2 separate regions of the Zea mays genome follow, and region 1 is linked to region 2. A link is a contact called in public Hi-C data. All regions are on one chromosome and are shown on one strand. Each heading gives the region's core, a stretch centred on a gene start, on an enhancer-like site or on the middle of the called end of the contact. The rest is flanking DNA. Distances are from core to core; before and after follow the strand shown. Region 1 holds the start of LOC103635163 (hydroxyethylthiazole kinase-like). Region 2 holds the start of LOC100501769 (Dephospho-CoA kinase).

What was found. A called contact is a pair of places that touch in the nucleus more often than the background predicts.
Region 1: a contact with region 2 is called in a Hi-C map of ear, with 3 times the contacts expected there. The contact joins the promoter of LOC103635163 here to the promoter of LOC100501769 in region 2. A contact is called at or near these places in 2 of 25 Hi-C or Micro-C datasets (ear and tassel).

The regions. Positions count from the first base shown.
Region 1 is chr8:48,586,584-48,591,333 of Zm-B73-REFERENCE-NAM-5.0, reverse strand. It overlaps LOC103635163 (hydroxyethylthiazole kinase-like), which reads left to right and starts at 3,132. Exons shown (of 3, transcript NM_001397154.1): 1 at 3,132-3,684. The coding sequence starts at 3,235.
Region 2 is chr8:47,826,552-47,831,381 of Zm-B73-REFERENCE-NAM-5.0, reverse strand. LOC100501769 (Dephospho-CoA kinase) reads left to right here and starts at 2,817. Exons shown (of 4, transcript NM_001196431.2): 1 at 2,817-2,894; 2 at 3,009-3,138; 3 at 4,656-4,803.

The DNA of each region.
Region 1 (4,750 bases), core at 1,883-4,382, 760 kb before region 2:
TATCTTCGTCTTGAAGACCTTCTACAGAGGGGAAGACTTCCATCACGAACCGAAGCTCCCTGTAATAATCAATATTATGCTAGAAATAAATTGTTAGTCCTGTTTTTGAGGACCTTCGGAAGAGGAAGGCCCCCAACACTATCAGAATTGAACTCTCTGCCCAAAAAATGATTAATGAGCAACAAAATGCCTTTATCAAAGGGAGAAATATTATGAATGGAGTTATGATTCTTCATGAAATTCTCCATGAAACTAAATGTAAAAAATAAGTTGGGATTATTCTGAAATTGGATTTTGAAAAGGCTTATGATAAGGTGAATTAGGAGTTGATGTTCAATTGTTTTCAGAAAAGAGGATTCTGTGACAAATGGTTATCTTGGATGCATATGGTGGTAAAAGGAGGATGTGTGAGGGTCAAAATCAATAAGCTTTTGGGTAGTTATATCAAAAGTTTTAAAGGGGTCAGGCAAGGTGACCCTCTATCCCCAATTCTTTTTAATTTAGTGACTGACAGTTTAGCTAGAATGCTAGCTAAAGCTCAAGAAAATGATGTGAATAATGGTTTGAGAGATTGCATTACCCCTACTGGTGTTGCTATATTGCAATATGCTGATGACACAATTATTTGCTTGAAGAATGACTTGGAAAAAGCTAGACACTGAAGGTGCTTCTGTGGTTATATGAGATGATATCTGGTCTTAAGATTAATTACATGAAGAGTGAAATCTTTGTTATTAAAGGGGATGTGGAAATTTCTACCCAATATGCTGAGTTGTTTAACTGTCAGATTGAGTGTTTCCCAATGAGATACCTAGGTGTTCCTGTTAGTCCTGGTAAACTCCATGTTAAGGACTGGATTTATTTGGAAGAAAAGATAGACAAAAGACTTGAGGCCTAGAAGGGCAGTTCTTTATCCATTGTTGGTAGAGTTACTCTCATCAACTCGTGTCTAACTAATTCTCCTATCTATCACATGTCAATGTACTTGCTCCCTAAGACCTCTATTAGAAAAATAGATATTAAAAGAAGGAAATTCTTGTGGCAAAGTGGAGGGGATAAAAAGAAATACCACCTTGTTAAATGGGAAAAAAATTGTGTGGACAAAAAAGAGGAGGTCTTGGGATTAAGAATTTGAGAATTCTTAATATCAGCTTGATGTGTAAATGGTGGTGGTATTTAGAAAAGTAAAATGGTGTCTAGAAAGATATTATTTGGAACAAGTATATGAGTAACACCAATGCGCATAATGTCCAGTAGAATATTAATGATTCCCCTGTCTGGAAATTTTTTTACAACTTAAACAATTTTATCTCTCGGGTAGATGCATTTCTATTAAATCTGGAGATAAAAACAAGATTTTGGGAGGATGCATGGTGATTTGATAAAGCTCTTAGTGATTTGAATATTTGCCTTTATGACATTTGTGATGACAAAGGAATCATGGTAAAAAAAGGCGAAGGAAAAACATTGGAATCTATCTTTTAGAAGGTGGCTCCACGGAGCCCCTAGGATTATGTGGGATTATATCTGTGCTATGGCTGAGAAATTTATTTTTCAGGATCAACCTAATATCATTTCAAGTGGGGTCCCAAAAAACAGTTCACTGTGAAATCTATGTATAATGCTCTATTAAATACTGATCAGGGCCTTGGTATGGGTCATATTTGGAAGAGTAGATTACGTCCTAAGATTAAGATTTTCATGTGGTTATTGGAAAATAAAGTGATTCTTACCATAGACAACCTGGTTAAACGTAAGTGGATTGGAGATACAACTTGCAGTTTTTGTAGTTTTACCAAAGACAACCTGGTTAAACGTAAGTGTTCGCTAAAGCTATGTGGGGAAGTGTTGCAAATTGCTTTAATACCTCTCTGGTGCCTAGTAACATTGAACAGTGTTGGATTTGGCTCATGTATATTGCGTCTCTGATCGAAGATATCCATGTGATAGGTGTGGCTGTTATTTGTTGGGCCATATGGAAAGCTCCTAATAATACATGTTTTGAGAATGTTTTGATCAGATCTCGTAGAGATATTGTGTGTCATTCTTGTGCGCTTCTAACCTACTTGGCAGGTTTGAGCAAGAGGGAGTTCCAAGATTTAATCCAGGAAGGGGCGAAGTTGCTGGTCCGTGCTGCCAGCGTCAAGCTGGGCGATCGTGATAATGGACATAATAAGGAAGGGGAGGAAGATGTGTCGCCACAGAAGATTAAGGATATGTTTGGTTCGCTGGCTAACTTGCCATATTTTGCCTAACTTTTCTGTTTAAGGTTAGTTCTTCCATTCAAACGACTAACCTTAGACAATGTGTGTTACAGTTAGCCACGAACCAAACAGGTCTTAAAACCGAAGTGTGTTGGCGCGGTGGCTGGACGTTGTTGTGTGCCTGATTTCTTTTCTGCAGTTCTCTCTGAATGTAATAATTCCATCTGGGAGGCTGTTATTGTTGCCTTTGGTTGTCATTGTTTTCTGTCACTGTCTTTCGCCAATTATGGTGGCGTGGCACTAGGGGTGGAAACGAGCCGAGCCGAGCTCGGCTCGCTGCGGCTCGCTCATGCAATGAGCCGAGCTCGGCTCGGCTCGCCCATCTGGCGAGCTCGGAAAAGCGACTCGGCTTGCTTTGGGCTCGCGAGCCGGCTCGCCAAGCCAACGAGCCTAGCTATAAACGTAAATCTGCTTTCTAAATTATAATATAAAGTCTTAAAAATATTTTAAATAACATATTTTAAATTAGTAAAATAGATATATCACTAATATAATATAAAAATAGATTATTTTTGCATAATAATCTCAAATAACATAAATTATTGTCTACTCGGTACTAATATTATATGCTAATTAAGATTTTATATAACAAATTATTATTGGGTGGAGCTACGAGCCAGCTCGCGAGCTGCACCGAGCCGAGCCGAGCTGGCTCGCTCTTTTCACGAGCCACAAAAACAAGCTCGACTCGGACTCGTTACGAGTGTCGAGCTGGTCCGAGCCGAGCTGCTGCGAGCCCGAGTCAGCTCGTCGAGTTCCAACTTTTTTTTTCAGCACCTAAAGTGTGATGTCGTGTCGTGGCTCGTTAAAACATGTGGTCTCACCTGTTGTATATCTATTGCTCTGCTAATAGAAATGGAGCGCCTTAAAATAAATCTCCTGCTGCAGGGTAATTTCCACCTTCCCGAAAGCCAAAGAGGAAAAAGGAATTGCGCCTCCCGCTACGCTATTACCGCCGGCGGCCGCTGCCATGGACGTTGGCGCGAAGGAGGAGGAGATGGGTCAAGTGTGGTGGGGCCACCGCGCGTGGTCCCTCCTCTCCGCTGTTCGTGCACGGGCGCCGCTAGTGCAGTGCATCACCAACCTCGTCTCAATGGACATCGCCGCCAACGTGCTCCTCGCCGCGGGCGCCTCCCCGGCTATGGTCCACTCCCTCCGCGAGGTGCCCGACTTTACCCCGCGCTGCGACGCCGTGTATGTCAACGTCGGCACGCTCTCGGAGGACTGGCTCCCCTCCATGCGCGCCGCCGCCTCCGCCGGCCGCCCCTGGGTGCTCGACCCCGTCGCCGCCGCCGCCTCCGGGTTCCGGATGAAAGCCTGCCTCGAGCTTCTGTCGCTCTGCCCAGCAGTCGTCAGGGGGAACGCCTCTGAAATTCTCGCGCTCGCTTCCCGCTCAACCGCCGCCTCTTCCAATTTCAAGGTACTTCTCTATCTTATCCCCGTCATTCTTATGTTCTTTCTTCAGTAATTCCAATGCAATCAAGGATAAAAGAAAGACTAACAAGACTATGGATTTGTTATGGATCGCACTGCCTAGGTTCACTAGATTTAACTGAATTAAGGTAAATAAATGGAAATCTCGCGTCCTCACAAACTGCAACTTTTAAATTTTAAACCTGTATACACCTTTGGTACTACATTATTCTATTGACTGATATGATATTATGATTCACATTTCACATGCTCCTAACTCAAACCCAAGCAAGGAATACAAATCCTAACTGAGCTAGATGTAGCCTAGAGCAAGATTTAAAATATGAGGCCCTTATATATATGTCGTTAATAAACACTCAAACATGCATAAAAACATTCATATCAAACACAAAAATATATAATATATGGTTATCTTCAACATGTCTTGATACAAAGTCATTCAATCAAGTAATGAACTCACGATCTGGCGCGGGCTTGCTGTGGCTGCATTGAGATGCAGTCGCACAGAGCATCGTAAACTTGCGCGATGATGGCAGGTGGCGACAGGAACAGGACAGGTGCTAGCCAGTCGGCAGCCACCATGAAGACGAAGGTGCACTGCGTGGGCCAAAACACAAAAATAATGTGTGCCTGTGTGGACTAGATAACCGCATGCTCGCCCTGCCCCAGGACCGGAACTGACTGTTTGATTGGTTTATCTCAAGTGACCCAGCCTAGGACTGTTAGGACTAAATACCCATAAGTTAACTGAAAAAACGGAAAACAAGAAATTACACTCTAATGTTGTCACCATGTTCTGATAATTTAAATGTAAAACACTGCATAATGTTTTTCTCCTCTGCTACGTTTCTATTATCTGATTTTCCATTCCCCTTAACCATGGTTTTTAAAGCGGTATGACGAGACAAAGCGTTGGACCGCCGTCTGGACGCCTAGGTGACGCCTAGGCGAGGTAGGCGCCCAAGGCGGCTAGACGTTGGACCACCGCCTGGACGCCTAGGTGTCACCTAGGTAACGCCTTTAAAACAGTGCCCTTTACTCTTCACAGTTCT
Region 2 (4,830 bases), core at 1,568-4,067:
TTGAGGGGGCTCAACACTCTATGACAATGATGAAGAATAGGGTGGCAATACATATCAATGACGGTGGAACATAGTTTGCTTCTTTGCCAGATCGCACAACAGCGGCATGAACGACGGTCGAGCGACACGAGAACGCTAGTAGGTGGGCGGCGAAGGAAAAAGCATGGCAGGCATGGAAAAGTAATCTCTGTCCCACCCCTTTTATAGCAAGCACGTACCACCTCGATAACACCACAATCACGACCATCAAAAGACGTGTCACACACATCACAGTCGTGCATGTCACCACACAACGGTCGAAAAAATGAGACAAAGGTTTAACTTGCGATCGAGGACAACGTTCATTTGACTCTTCTAAAAATACTTTGGGATTGACTCAACAAGTTGAACCTATCCCTCGGGGGGTATGGTGTTGGTACAAAGGCCGAATGCCCCTTCGATCGTTTTCCCCATGCATTAATCCACTTCGCCCAAAGACTGATCCAGGGACAGATAAACAAACAAGGAGCGAAGTTCCCCACAGCCGGGTGCCAGGACCCTAGGTCTCCCCGCCTCGAAGGCGATGTCAACTGGGGCCAAACGCCCTCGGATGACGAAGCCTTCGATCTCTAGCCGGTGGTCTAGTGAAGACAAAGGCGGATCACTCTAACAGGTCGACCGAGTTTGCGAGGGGCCAGTGCCCTCGCCACTAAGAGAAGAAGACATGTGTTAGTCCATCACACTGATCGACCACCATGGGACAGGACTAGACCACCCTAGGACCACTTGTCAGTGACCATATATGGTATTAGTTTGAGTGTAACAGGAGAACTCATACTTTTTACACTGTAATTACCCCGTTGTACAATGCATGTCGGGAATATAGTTGGTGGCCAGGGGCATAATAGTACTTGGGTTTACCAACCCCCGACCATTGCGATATCCTAGCCCCCGGATGGTGATATCCTGGCTCAATGCTTAATAGAATTAATAGAGTACTCATACCAACAAGGCGCATCTTCTTTTTCGGAAGCATGTTAGGGTTAAGCGTGCTTGGCCTAGAGAAATCTTGGGATGGGTGACCGATCGGGAAGTCTTCTTGGGTGCGTATGATTGAGGACAATGTGTACACAAAAAGACTCATGTTGGTCTGTGGGATGATATATGATCATAGAGGGTTGCCAGGAGTAAATACTACTGATCTAGGAGTGGATGGGATGTTACAAATGGTATCAGAGCCAACACTCGCTTCACGGGCGTGTGTGGGCTAGGGGGTTCTGGTATATGGTGCATGGCGCATGTGGGCCCAGAGTGGTGACATGGCATGGCATATGACGACACTAGACATAAATACGTGGCCAAGAGGAGAGGTTCTTGGCTTAGGGTTGATCGACGAGGACATTGGTCTTCTAAGGGGGATGGATTGTGATATCTTGGTCTAGGTGGATGGTGATATACTGACCCAAAGCTTAATAGAATTAATAGAATATTCATACCAACAAGGTGTATCTTCTTTTTTGGAAGCTTGTCTTGAAAGAACCTCAGGGTTAAGCGTGCTTGTCCTAGAGCAATCTTGAGATGGGTGACCAACCGGGAAATCTTTTCGGGTGCTTATGAGTGAGGACAAAGTGTGCACAAAAGGCCCGTGTTGGCCTGTGGGGATGATATATGATCTTATAGGGCTATCAAGAGCAAGTACCTGTAGTGTCGGTCCGAGAGTGGACGGGGTGTTACAACCATCCTTATAAATACATTGGTCCTATAGGTATTTCGAACACGTTTAACAAAGAAATTGCGCTCCCGGCTTGTTGTTTTCCTTGCTCACTCACTATTCCCGAGTTCCTGAGTGTTTGACTCATGGTTTTCTGCATCAACAACATATTTAACTCTAGATTTTTATACATCATTATTTATCATACCCTCAAATATCTTATGCATATTTTAGTGCTTAGTCTATTGTTTAAAGTATAAAAACAGATATAGAAAAGAGACTATATATATGGGGTATGGAAGATCATTCTCTATATTTGGAGGACACTTTAGAGAATACCGCTGAAGCACACATATAAAAGGCAGCACTATTCATCGTCCTAGGTGAAACTTCACCCAAATATAGTTATTGAAGACCACTCAGCCATTGAAGCTTTACCTAGTGTAGAACAGATCCCGTTGGACAAAATCTTCTCTAAAACGCTTTTGCACGTGAGGGCATTTAGCCTAGCTGCACTCACTTGCTCGGAATGCGGAGTCTGCGACAACCACTCAAAACAGGCCTTAACAGTAAGGGCCTGTTGGATCGAGGAGATAAAGCAAACTGATTAATTGTTTGTTTGGTTTAGATGTAGATTTCTGAAAAATCAGATTATAGTTGTTAGAAAGTTGTTGTGAGTTGATGGTCAGATAGCTTATAACATGAATGATAAGAATCTAAAAAATCTAAGGTAGAAGATGATTATGAATTGAACTAGAAAAATCTTTATATTTTCATCTGATATTGTACCAGTTTAGTTAAGATTTTAGATTTTTATCAGTAAATCTGGTTAAGAAAGCTAAACTAAACACCCTAAATCTTAGTTATTGAAGCGAGAAATGACTAAAATAATCTTTTGCTCACTTGCTCTTTCTATTTGAAGCTCTAAAATAACAGGTCATTTTTAAGGTCAGTATCTAGATGTGGTAATGGACTCTAGATTTTATACTACAAAATTTAAGAATGGATCCGATTATGATAGAGCTCTATTCTTATTTATTTTTAAACTAAAATTATTTAATAACTCTAACTTTTTATAAATGACATCTATCAGTACCTCAATCTCAAGTCTCAACTAGAGAAGAAAAAAAAAAGCCCCGACGGACCCGCTCCCTTCAACTAACCCATCGCTGCCGCCGAGCGCCTTCGACTGCGGCACCTCCAGGTAATTTTTTTTTCGCCCCCAAGGCCCCAATTTGGATCTCCTCTCGTCCTAGTGCTCAACTCTGGTGTAAGTATGATGTCGGCAGCTGAGGGTGTTCTCTATTATCATTTACAGCGAGAGGGGGGAACCCGAGGAGATGAGGCTGGTCGGCCTGACGGGCGGGATCGCGTCCGGGAAGAGCACTGTCTCCAACCTATTCAAGGACGCCGGCGTCCCCGTCGTCGATGCAGACATCGTTGCTCGGGTAAGCTAAGCCCGCGGCCCAAACCTGGATCTATCTGATGCTATCCGCGCAAAGGTTGCTATCTAGAAATCAAATTTTGTGCTGCTTTCAGCACCCCCCGCCCGGGCGAGTTGGGCCGTGCGCCTCGCCCACGAGCCGAGCCAAAAATGATTTAACGAATGACTTAATACCAAGGTTTTAAAGTCGGCTAGTCAACTCTAGTCGTCTGAGCACAGATAAGGTGACTAATCGCGATTAAACGTTGATTTGCTTGATTAGTCGAGCTTAGTCGACTCCTAGTCGCCCACCTATAACAGTACCATGTGTGTTGGCTGTGTGTGTATCAATATATATATGAATATATATAGCTGTAGCTGCCTAGGTGGACCGCAGGACTGCATGAATTGTACCTGTGCCACTGCCATCGTTCTGGGGCTATGGCAACACAGATTCTGGGGAAATGACTTCAACATTATTACGCTGCCTTCTATTCTCATCTACAGTGGCACAACAATCAAGTGAAGCACAACTCAAGAGGAGGTCAAGGCGGGCGCAATACTGCTCAATAAGTGAACAGAGAACACTGAACAACCAAAATTTCAGAGCAATTATAGTTTAAAGTGGTGCTCATCTCGGTCTCTGAATTCTAAACAGATGAGGAGTGGTCGCCTACTCGCCTGTTCAGCCATTGAACAGACAACAGAGGAGGACATGAGCGCGCTAGAGGGGGGGGGGGGGTCTCTGCAGACTACAGCCGCCGCGCGATGCAGGGGGCGCAATTGCTGCTCGAGCAGAGGGTCGCCGGAGCACAACAGGGCGGCGGGAGAGGAGGGCACAACGATGGAGAAGGGGCAGCGACGCTGGAGAAGGGGTGCCGGTGCTGGGGAAGGGTGCCCGCGAGACAGTGCGTATCATATTGGTACAGGTAGAAGCGTAGGGAAAAACAGTGTTTGTGTAGTATACAGATGGTGGGCCAGCCCACATAATAGAGGCTGGATTAGTGGCCCAAAACAGGCATAACTAGTTGACCATAACCCCTAGTCGGACGACTAATCGCGATTAGTTGGTGACTAGGATGACCAATCGCTACCTAGTCGCTCTAGTCGAGTCGGAGACCCTAATCGAGCTTGGACTAGTGATAAGGCCTTAGTCGGACAACTTTAAAACCTTGCTTAATGCGCTCAAAATATTCGAATGGTTTAATGTTTCCTGTACGTTGTAATGACTTAATGTTACCTGAACGATTGAATGACTTAATGTTGCCTAAAATGACGGAACTAAAAACAAGGAATGCCTGGAACGGAGTTATTTTGCCCTTTTTCTACACAACCTGACAGCCAGTGTACACAAAAACCACAACCATAGCTACTAAAATGAATGGCTTAGATACATTACTCGCACTGGAAAGCATGGTGCATGGTTGATAATTGTATTTTCAGAGTTCTGAAATTTTTATTCGATGCTGTAAGCTTGTGAGGCATTGCAACTGTGTGAGCTTTACAAACATCATGCTGATTATGAAAACCATGCATTTATAGGATGTAGTGCAGAAAGGCACTGGAGGTTTGGAAGAAGATTGTAAAAAGCCTTCGGGAATGATATTTTGTTGGAGGGTGGAGAAATTAACAGAGCTTACTTAGGACAAATTGTCTTTTCTGACCCATCAAAACGTCAACTTCTGAACCGGTACACCTTTCACTGATTTCAAATATT